3 separate regions of the Mus musculus genome follow, and all the other regions are linked to region 1. A link is a contact called in public Hi-C data. All regions are on one chromosome and are shown on one strand. Each heading gives the region's core, a stretch centred on a gene start, on an enhancer-like site or on the middle of the called end of the contact. The rest is flanking DNA. Distances are from core to core; before and after follow the strand shown.

Evidence for each region. Hi-C and Micro-C count contacts between places; a contact is called where the count stands out from the background.
Region 2: a Hi-C map of regulatory T cells shows a contact between it and region 1, with 10 times the contacts expected there. The contact joins the promoter of Cct7 here to the promoter of Abtb1 in region 1. A contact is called at or near these places in 2 of 39 promoter capture datasets (liver and pre-B cells), 9 of 484 Hi-C or Micro-C datasets (CD4 T cells, CD8 T cells, memory CD8 T cells and 4 more) and 1 of 9 other capture datasets (liver).
Region 3: a Hi-C map of CD8 T cells shows a contact between it and region 1, with 7 times the contacts expected there. The contact joins the promoter of Rbsn here to the promoter of Abtb1 in region 1. A contact is called at or near these places in 2 of 484 Hi-C or Micro-C datasets (CD4 T cells and CD8 T cells).

What each region holds. Positions count from the first base shown.
Region 1 is chr6:88,840,226-88,843,478 of GRCm38.p6, reverse strand. Abtb1 (ankyrin repeat and BTB (POZ) domain containing 1) reads left to right here and starts at 1,544. Exons shown (of 12, transcript NM_030251.3): 1 at 1,544-1,710; 2 at 2,579-2,641; 3 at 2,714-2,769. The coding sequence starts at 1,655. It overlaps Podxl2 (podocalyxin-like 2), which reads left to right. Exons shown (of 8, transcript NM_001347327.2): 8 at 503-922. The coding sequence ends at 712. It overlaps Gm15612 (predicted gene 15612), which reads right to left and starts at 625. Exons shown (of 3, transcript NR_045880.1): 1 at 383-625.
Region 2 is chr6:85,449,801-85,453,053 of GRCm38.p6, reverse strand. Cct7 (chaperonin containing Tcp1, subunit 7 (eta)) reads right to left here and starts at 1,549. Exons shown (of 12, transcript NM_007638.4): 1 at 927-1,549. The coding sequence starts at 932. Pradc1 (protease-associated domain containing 1) reads left to right here and starts at 1,752. Exons shown (of 5, transcript NM_001163427.1): 1 at 1,752-1,941. The coding sequence starts at 1,875.
Region 3 is chr6:92,213,175-92,216,427 of GRCm38.p6, reverse strand. It overlaps Rbsn (rabenosyn, RAB effector), which reads left to right and starts at 1,558. Exons shown (of 12, transcript NM_030081.3): 1 at 1,558-1,717.

The sequences.
Region 1 (3,253 bases), core at 295-2,794:
GTAGGGCAGAGTGTGGCTAGTATCACCCAGTGCTACCCAAGAGCCTCACCTAGAAACCTGTACCAACTCAGTTGTGCTCAGTGCCACCATCTACCCTCTCTGAGCCTGGTCTTCGAGGAGATACACAGTGAGGGGGAGTTAAGTCTCACCAAGGGATCCCTCCTCTCCTCCAGCTCTTCCTAACCCCAGTGCCCCATTCTGCAAGGCTTGAGAGCAGCTGCTCCCCTCAGTCCTAGAAGCCAAAGGCTCCTGCAACCTGCACAAGAGAAAGGGGGCAGGCCCTGCACATTCTGCCCTATCTCGTATGCTTTGAGTGGGCTGTCTCATGTATAATGCGCTGTTGGAAGGGATCAAGTGACACCAAGGGGGTCACAGGGTTTACCTGCAGAGGTTTAGGTTTGAGTTGCAGGCACTTGTATCCTGGGCCCCAAGGGAGTAGTACCCTGGGGGCTTGGCGTGGCCAACCACTGTGCGCGCCTAGCGCTCTCTCCTGCTGCTGCAGTCGCACGGTGAGGAGCTGCGCTTCGTGGAGAACGGCTGCCACGACAATCCCACGCTGGACGTGGCCAGCGACAGCCAGTCGGAGATGCAGGAGAAGCAGCCCAGCCTGAACGGTGGGGCCATCAACGGCCCGAGCAGCTGGAGCGCGCTCATGGGCAGCAAACGCGACCCTGAGGACTCGGACGTGTTCGAGGAGGACACTCACCTGTGAGCGCCGGGCCACGGGCGCGAGACTGCCCGACGCCACGGCCCCGCGCCCCTCCCGGTCCTCCACGCGGACCACTATGCTTCCCCACCGCAGCAGGCGACCGCGGCGCAGCTCCCACCCCGCCCTGCCCGGCCCCGAGCGCTTGCCCGAGGCCAGCGCGCTCCCCGCGCCAGGACTCCATTAAAGCCGCTAAGACGCGCGGGCCGCTCCGCCTCCACGCCTGTTTTTTGCCTTCCGAGGGCTGCACTCCGGGGAGTGGGTGGGATGGGCCTGGAGGAGTAGGTGGGGCAAGGGAGGCTGGCTGGGCGTGGCCAAGGACGGGTGGGCTGGGAATTTCATGGAGTTTGTGGGCGTGGTTAGGGATATGTGGGCGGAGGGTAGGGAGTATAAGGTCATCTGGGTGGAACCAGGCCGGGTGGGCTGAGCCTGAAGTAGGCTGGGAAAAGTCCTGGTGGGCGAGGCCTCGGCCTGATGTGCGGGACCTGAACCGAGCTAGACTCAGGACTGACAAGCGTTCCAAGCCTGTGGGAGGTGCTGTTTTCAGAACGGATCCCAAGAAATGTGGGCGGGGCCTGCAGCGAACTGCTCTTCCGGTGAAGCTCTTCTGAGGAGGCGGGGTCTTGGTAGTGAGCTATTCTTCGGGCGAGTGGGCGGAACCTGGGGGAATTGAGTTGTCCTCTAGACGGGTGGGCGGGGTGAAGGCTAGAAGTCCCCAGAGGCTAAGTGGGCGTGGTTAAGGTTACTGGGTGCGGCCTTGGGGAGCGGCCTTCTGGATGCGAGGGCGGGGTTCGGGCCGGACGGTCCTCCGGGCGGCAGGCGCCGCTGCGGAGTCGCAGGCGGGCATAGCTAGGCCGTGCCGCGAGGGGCGGGGCGGTGAGTGTTTACATCCGGCCGGGCACAGACGACTCCCGAGATCACTCGGCCGGGGGTCCAGTCTCTTTCGCCATGGATACCAGCGACTTGTTTGCCAGCTGCAGGAAAGGGGACGTGGGCCGTGTGCGGTGAGAACCTGAAGTGCAGGAGGCGGGCAGGCGTCCGCAGGGCTTATCGGGCACGGGTGTGGGGTTGGGCGCCGTGGGGCTCCCGAAGCTGACCGAGTCAGGGAGATCGGGCTCTAGGTCCCTTACTTAGCTCGGTGCAGGGAAACGACTCCTCTCCGTGGAGGTTCCAAGAGGCGCAGGCGCCGCTGGTGCAGCCAGTTACCAGCCTGGCGCCGAGACCGTGATCTCCGTGGGCAGGCAGGGAAGAGAAGGATCCTGACCCTTTTCTTTGATAGACTCCTTTCTCCCATGGCCCTTCCTTCCAAGTCCCCTGGTCCTCAACAGATGTGACCAAGCTGCAGCTCTCTCCGACACCAGATGCCACCTCAGAGTTAATGATCCGTCCCTCAATTTGAATGCAGCTCTGAGAGTTCAGGTCTTGCCTCAGATAGCCTCCTTGGGCTGCCATGTCCCAGTGATCGCTTTCTGGTTCATGACCTCTTCTCCTCAACATTTTATCAATTGTTTTTTCCACTTCTTCCATAGATCTGTTCTGTTCCCCTCCTTCCCCGCCCCCAGTGCCTGCATCAGCTTTCTTCTGACTTCCCTGCCATTGGCTCCCCAGGCTGAATTAGGGGCCCCATCACCTTCTCTCTCCCAGATATTAAAAGACCAAATTCTCAGCCTTCTGAACCTGGGGCTTGGCCTCTGTCCATGAAGCCATCACCCAACTCACAGTTGCAGACCCTTGCAGACCTGTGTAGTCCCAGGCCTTACCCTTCTCAGAGGCATTCCCTAGCCCAGAGAGATGTGGCCTCCTTCCCCTTCCTGGTTGTCTCTCTCCCAGATGAGAAGCAATTCTGACCCAGGCTTTGAACTTCCTGCCCAGGTACCTGCTGGAGCAGCGAGACGTGGAGGTGAACGTGCGGGATAAGTGGGACAGCACCCCTTTGTGAGTGTGAGCGGTGGGGTAGCTGGGTGGGCAGGGTGGGCCTACCCTACTGACAGCTTCCCCCTTTCCTAGGTACTATGCCTGCCTCTGTGGGCATGAGGAGTTGGTGCGCTACCTGTTGGCTAATGGTGAGAGAGGGTCAGGGTCTGCCTGTAAGCTCTGAGACCTTGCTCCATGTTTGTATGCACCCTTGATTTCTTGTTAACTCCCTAAAGTCAACACATAGTACTCTCTAACCCTCTATCCACTTTCTCACGTTACCCTTGACACCCAGGCCAGTTCTGGGGCTGTCTCCTGTACTGTACCACCATTGGTCTGCTAAACTGACTCTCTGATCTCCATATTTGCAGGCAGGAGGATCTTTCCACAGCAAAGCTGATGGGAGTGTTTGGGATAAAAGCACGTGGGCATGGTTGCCCACACCTGCAATTAAATTATTGGGAGAGAGAAAAGTCGAGACAGGGATTATCTTAAGTTCAAAGCTAGTCAGGGCTACATTGTGAGACCCACTCTGACCTCCTCTCACTTTGCCTTCCTTGGGTCTCCCACCTGCTGGCTGCCCCACTAGACCTACCCATCTCCTACCTCAGGGTCTTCTCAGTTGCAGTACTT
Region 2 (3,253 bases), core at 300-2,799, 3.4 Mb after region 1:
GCCTCAGCTCTGGTCTTCGCCGACCAAATCAATTTCAAGCGCTAGGGGTCAGGGAGCATGGACATGCTTCTGTAGGGACTCCTTCGGAGGAGAAGCTGTAATTTGGTAGCAGAGGGAGGACCTTACAGGTTTCCAAGTCTGTCTGGCATCTACGCATAGGAAGAAGCTGCAAAAGGCAGACAAAGGATTGACACTAAAAAGCAAAACTTAACGAGTGTGCTGATGCCAAACGCACAGGATTCTGTCTTGGAAGTTGACATTGCTCACTAACAACTCAGGTTTATCACAGGGGAACAGGGGAGGTATCTGACGCTGTCGGGGATAAAGGGTGATGCAGGAGGATTACAGGCAGACCTTTAAGAGACTCTCCTGCCTAAAGTACTCAGGTCGTCCCATCTTTGGTACTGTGTACATCAATTGCCCTTTTCCAGCACCAAGTACATTCGGGAGAACTAAAAATGCCCCCAACGAACAGGTTCCAACAGGAACGAAGGATTCTGTCTTTCCACATGCGGGAACGTAAACGACCACAATGCCAGGCAGGGCGTCACTTGGCCCAACCTAAAGACCCTCACGCTGCCTCTGTGCGCCTAGAAGCTCGCGCCTTCACTTCCGCACCTCCCAGGGCGATGTAACCCGGCCTTATGGTAGAGGTACAGAGCTCAACACACACTCGGTTCCGAAAACCCAAGCCTCCATTACGGGGAACAGGCTGAACAAGAGGTCTGTGGTCCCAAGCACCATGAGATCCATGGTTTCCAGGCCCAGCGGCATCGCGAGCCCCATTCGGCTCTCGCCAACAGCTTCAGTTTTGGATCAAGGCCGCCTCCGGCCGGGGAGCGGAAACGAGCCACTGTAGACACTCCGCATGGCGGGCCAGGGCCGCAGGGTCGTGGATGGCAGCGGATGCGCGGAGAGACACTCACCATCATCTTGGAAGCGGCTTCAGGTACCCGCAACTCGTCAGTTGTCCGCCTCGGGGCCGCCCACCCAAGCCCACAATGCTCCGCGCCGGAGAAATGCCCAGAAGCTTCTGGCGAGACGTTAGCCCGGGAGAGGAAGGGGCCGGACCACTTCCGCCACTCTATGGTTAGCTCCCGAGGTAGCCGGCTAGAGGAGTCGGAGGTCCAGGGACGCTCTAGGAACTCGCGTTAGCTTTGGCGGGGGTCATCGAGTCTCGCAGTGCTTTTGGTTTGTAAGGTGCGGTAAGGTCCCGCCTCAGCCCGCGCTCCCAGACGCCATGGTAGACGTGCAATGAGCTATCAGTACTGAACACCGGCTAGGAGAAGCACCTTAGGTGAGTGATCTCACTGCACCTGCTCAGCTCCGTGGCGAGGGAGCTCCGTGAGTTTCACAGGTAGCTTGGGAAGTTGGGAACAGTGTCCCGGGTCACAGGTGCGCGGCCCGCTCGGGCGCAGGAAATTTGCTCGGGTCGGCTTCTAGCTCTGTAGCGCCCCTTATCGGCCGAGGCGGCGCCGTGCCGCCTGCCCCTTCGCGCGAGGCCCGTCTCTGCCTGGGGAGGAGAGCCGTGGATCCCGCGCAACCCCGCGAGCCGCCCACCGCAGGTTCCGGGAGGCGCGTCTATAAGGAGGAGTGCGGGGGCGGGGCCGCGAACTGCAGTTGCTATTAAGAGTTTTGGCCAATCAGCGCCCGGTTCCACTTCTCCTGGCCAATAGGAAGTGGCCTAGGGCGCAGAGGAGGAAAGTGCGGCCACACGAACAGGCGTGGCGGCCAATCAGCCGCTGGCCTCCGTTCTGTGCTCCAACCGGCGCGGAGAGCGGGCCTGAGGGAGGCCGTGGCAGCTGTCAGGCTAAAGTCGGGCGAGGGATCGCGGCGGGACGGCGGCGGCGGCGGCGGCGGGACGGGCCCTGGAGATGAGCCGTGGCGCCGCGGGCTGGTGCTGTCTCGTGCTCTGGCTGCCCACGTGCGTCGCGGCCCACGGTGAGCGGCGACGGACAGGCGGGCGGGGCGGGAATCCAGCGTGCGCGCTTCCCGGGCTGGGGGCCACGGGTCACCTTGGGGACCCCGCGAGTTTGGGCCGCCCAGATCCAGGGACTAGACGGCTGCAGCGGGTGGATGCTGGTTCCCGGGTCAGTGAGTAGGCACAACCTGACAACCCCACCCCTCCCCGTCGAAACAAGAGCTTTCAGCTTTCCTCCCACTGAAGGCGACCCTGGTGACAGCTAGAGATCCAGAACGGAGGATGTGAGCGTTCTTATAGGCAGGAACACACATATGGGCTCACACGCACAGGCACCCACTTACACAACTCGAACATAAATGTACACACCTACGCGTTAAGTGAACACATGCATATACCCGAAGCTTATTAGATAAGCACATCAAATGCCAGACAGGGGTGTGCTTGTGGAAAGGGTTGCCTGGTGTTAATCCAGAAGGCTTCCTGGGGGGGGGGGGGGGTTATCCATCTGATGAAGTGTACCTACACTCAGGACAAAAAGCTGCAAGCCCCCTTAGCTCTGTCTGAGCTGTAATTTGGACCATAGACAGGATCAATTATAGACACAGCAATTGGATTGACTAACAGACCTGAGCTTCCATCCATCAACATTTACTTGCCTTTCTGGCAAGTTTAAAGAATCCAGGGACTCAAATCCAACTGAGAAAAAATATCCTAGCAAAGCTCTCGTGGTTTTTTTGGCCATTCTCTTGTTCAGGACAGCAGAGCTGGGCAGAGTTCTTTGTTTAGTAACCTTTACTGAGCAGCCACTGTGTCCTAGGCACTGGAGATTCATCTCTGTATAAAGCCACATACTTAAGGCTGGAGAGGTGGTTCAGTGGTTAAGAGCACTGACTGCTCTTCCAGAGGTCCTGAGTTCAAGTCCCAGCAACCACATGGTGGCTCACAACCATTTGTAATGGGGATCTGATGCCCTCTTCTGGTGTGTCTGAAGAGAGAGAGACCGTGTATTCACATAAAATAAATAAGTCTTTTTTAAAAAGCCACATACTTAGAATCACTGCTGCGATGAAAGAAGCTGACATAGAATATTATGAATCCACCATAATTACAGAGGAAGTATTAGCTGGGAGAAAGTATATTTTGAATGGGTGGAGGAAGGATAAGGCAGCATCTTTCTGAGAAATGACAGGTAAACTTTTAGGAAGACCCAAAAAGATAAAGACACTGAAAAGCCAGTACAGCTTTAACATGGGAAAGAGGAAACAAGAGTGGAGTGGGTATAGGAGTCAAATCAGGCAGGGCTTTCTACACCACAGCCAACAGCAGCAT
Region 3 (3,253 bases), core at 309-2,808, 3.4 Mb before region 1:
ACCACCTTCAGACAGTCATTCCCAGAGTCAAATGGGTCAAGTGCCACAGCCATGCTAGGCTGGGATGGAGGCAGGAGGGATGGAGGCCACTTTCTGGTTCCAAAGACCTGCATCTTCCCTGAAGCTCCCACTTCTGGGGCCCAGGTTACTGCAGTCTAGATGGTGTGCTGGCTATAAAGCAAACAGACCTCAATAACAGATGGGTCTGTCTCTGTACCCTGTGGTTGTTGCATGGTACAGCTAGGTTCAGACATGACTGATCTGCCATACTGTCTTTTGTAAATTGCAGGGGCTATTCCTGGTTGTCAACTTGACTATATCTGGATGAACTACAATCCAGAATTGGGAGGCTCACCAGTGATCCTAATCTGGAGGCTGAGATAGAAGTTTCTGACCTGAATCTTGGCATGGAGATCTTGAGGCACAGTGGCTATGAATTCCAGAAGATTAAGACAGGAAGATCTCCAAGTCAAGGTTATCTGGGATTAAAGGTGTGGTGGCAGACACCTTTAATCTGGGCCACACCTTTTGCTGGAGACCTATATAAGGACATTGGAAGAAGGAAGATTGACACTCTCTTCTTCAACTGCTTGCCTTGTGGGACTGAGTGACTGCTAGATCCTTGGACTTCCATTCACAGCTGCTGCTGACCATTGTTGGGAATTGGACTACAGACTGTAAGTCATCCACCAATTCCCTTACTATATAGACTATAGAGTTCTGTGACTCTAGAGAACCCTGACTCATACATAAATGCCACTTATTTTGCAGAGATCTAGCTACCCTCATACTTTTTTATGCTTTTTTGAGATGGAGTTTCATGTATCCCAGTATGGCCTTGAACTTGCTATGTAATTGAAAATTAACTTAAATTTTTGGTCCTCCTGCCTCCATCCTTAGAGTATTGGTGTTACAGGCATGGGTGTGTGGTGGAAATTGAGTCCCAACCAGGATCAATTGAGCCAACTTCCAATCCCTGACACGACTCCTCAACGTCTCTACTTTCTTTGGCTCAATTTCCACGTCTTTCTGTCTCCTCAATGTGCTGAACATAACTTAGTCTCTCGCACTCAGAAACTTTTTTTTAACAACAACAACAAAAAAGTAAAAAAACAAAATTTTGTATGTGTGTTTTGCCTGCATGTCTGTGCACCACATGTGCAGTGCCCATGGACTCCAGAAGAGAGCATATAGGTAGCAGACAAGCAGTTTTTCAAACCTGGGTCCTTTGGAAGAACAACCGCTGTATTAAGGCATTTATGCAAAAATCTCAGAAACTTTTTAACGGTCTCTAAATAATGTTAGCGCTGCAGGCACATTATTTAAGAGCCAAAGTCTCAGTTTCCCCACCTATAGGGTGAGTGAAGGGCGAGTGTAGGGTTTCACATCGATGTGTTGCTAGGACCTGAGAGAACTTCGCAGTTTACCTCCTCCTACTGGGCCCGCCCCGTTGCGGCAGCGCCTGCGCAGCATCCTCTTCCAGGTTCAGTGCGCTCGAGGACTCGGCGCTCGACCGCCGCGTGTCAGTCTGTCTTCCGGTTTCTGCCCGGCGCGCCTGTCGAGCGCCGAGCCACTGATGGCGATGGCTGCCACTGGTCTCTGAGGAACCTCGTAGGCCGGCAGTCAGAACCCGAGGTGGAAAGGCAGGCTGCCGACTGCCTGTCGGAAGCCGCAGGGAGTGAGAAAGGGTGTCGCAGAGAGCGCGGCGGTGGCTGAGGTGGGTGTGACGTGTGGTTTGAGATGACGATGCGGTCGGGAGATGAGGCTTTGCGGGCCTCGGCGCCGCGCGGGTCTCTGCCCGCGCCGTGACGTGTTGCGTGATGTCCCGCAGAGTCGCGTCCCGCGGGTGCGCGTGGCCGTGCGGATCTCTACAGAGCCCCCCGGCTGGGTTTTTCAATCCAGTCTGGAGGCGAGAGTTTGCACAACTGGCCTTCTGGTTGCGGCATCAATTGCGGTGGTTTGTGGTGGCACCTAATTAAGTGACTTTATGTTAAGGTCCCCCACTTCATTCGCGGAACCCTATTATCCCGCTCTCCGAGTTCTCGTGGTGATGGCGAAAATCCCAGGCTCTCCTTCCCGGCTGCTGTCTTGTGTTAGTCACTTCACTTGTGTATAGGCTATGGCACCCCAGGCAGCTGCTGTGAAGGCATCCTGGAGGGAGCCTGCCTTGAGTAAGGGGCGTTTCTCCAGGGTGAGAACTGAGCTGCGATGTGTGGCCAGGGTGCACGGGGACGACTTCTGTTTGACTTTTTCTTCAGGATGAGTTGCAGGCGGGGAGGAGGCAGCTGTCACACCCAGAGGATCCTGTCAGCCACTGGCTGGGGAGAGAACCGGTCGGACCTGAGGCTGGCTGTTTAAGTGATGCCTCAGATGCTTTCCGGGATGGGTCTGCATGTGTGTAGTCTCTCGATTTATTTATTTAATCTCAAGACAAGGGTCTCACTATGTATCTATGTCTGGCCTGGAACTTGACATGTAAACCAGGCTGGCCTCAAACTCACAGGTATCTGTCTGCTTCTGCCTCCCACGCCTGTCAAATTTCTTAATTAAAGGAAATAACAGGCACCTAGCGTCCTGTTTAATTTATTTTCTGAGTTGCTGTCACCCTTCACCTTTGAGGACCAGATGGTACCCTCCTCTGTGCCCTCTGCAGCACACCACAATTCTAGCTACACAAACTCCCACTCTGTGCTGTGATATGTGGCCTCTAAAGTCTTGGAAACAGATTTCTTTGCTTCTGTGAAATGATTTTATCCTTGTTCTCAATGGTTAGGAGTCTTTCAGGGTCACATCAACAGTGACTTTGCTGTAGTCCAATAAGACAGAAAATGTAAGTTATTAAGCCCTGAAATGTTTAAGTATCAGATTTTTCTGTTGAAGGGCAGAGAACATCAGACCTGCTGCCCCACTGTTCTAATTTATAAAATCTAGTAAACACATCAACTCACTGTAAATGCAAAATATAATTTTCACTAATTTTATCCATCCATTCATCTAAACTAAGCGACAGTTTGCTATGTTGGCCAAACTGGTTTTGAAATCATAGATTCAAGTGAGGATCTTCTGCCTCAGACTTTTCAAAGTGCTGGAACATATTATCAAGCTGCACTGATAAGTTTCTTCTTTTTTAAAATCTTAATTTAAAGATACATTTATTTTGTGTGAAGGGGCTAGAGGACAGGCGTGTGTGGAAGCCAGAGGATAACTTTCAGAAGTGTATTCTCTCCTTCCACTTTTATGTAGTTCTGGTGAT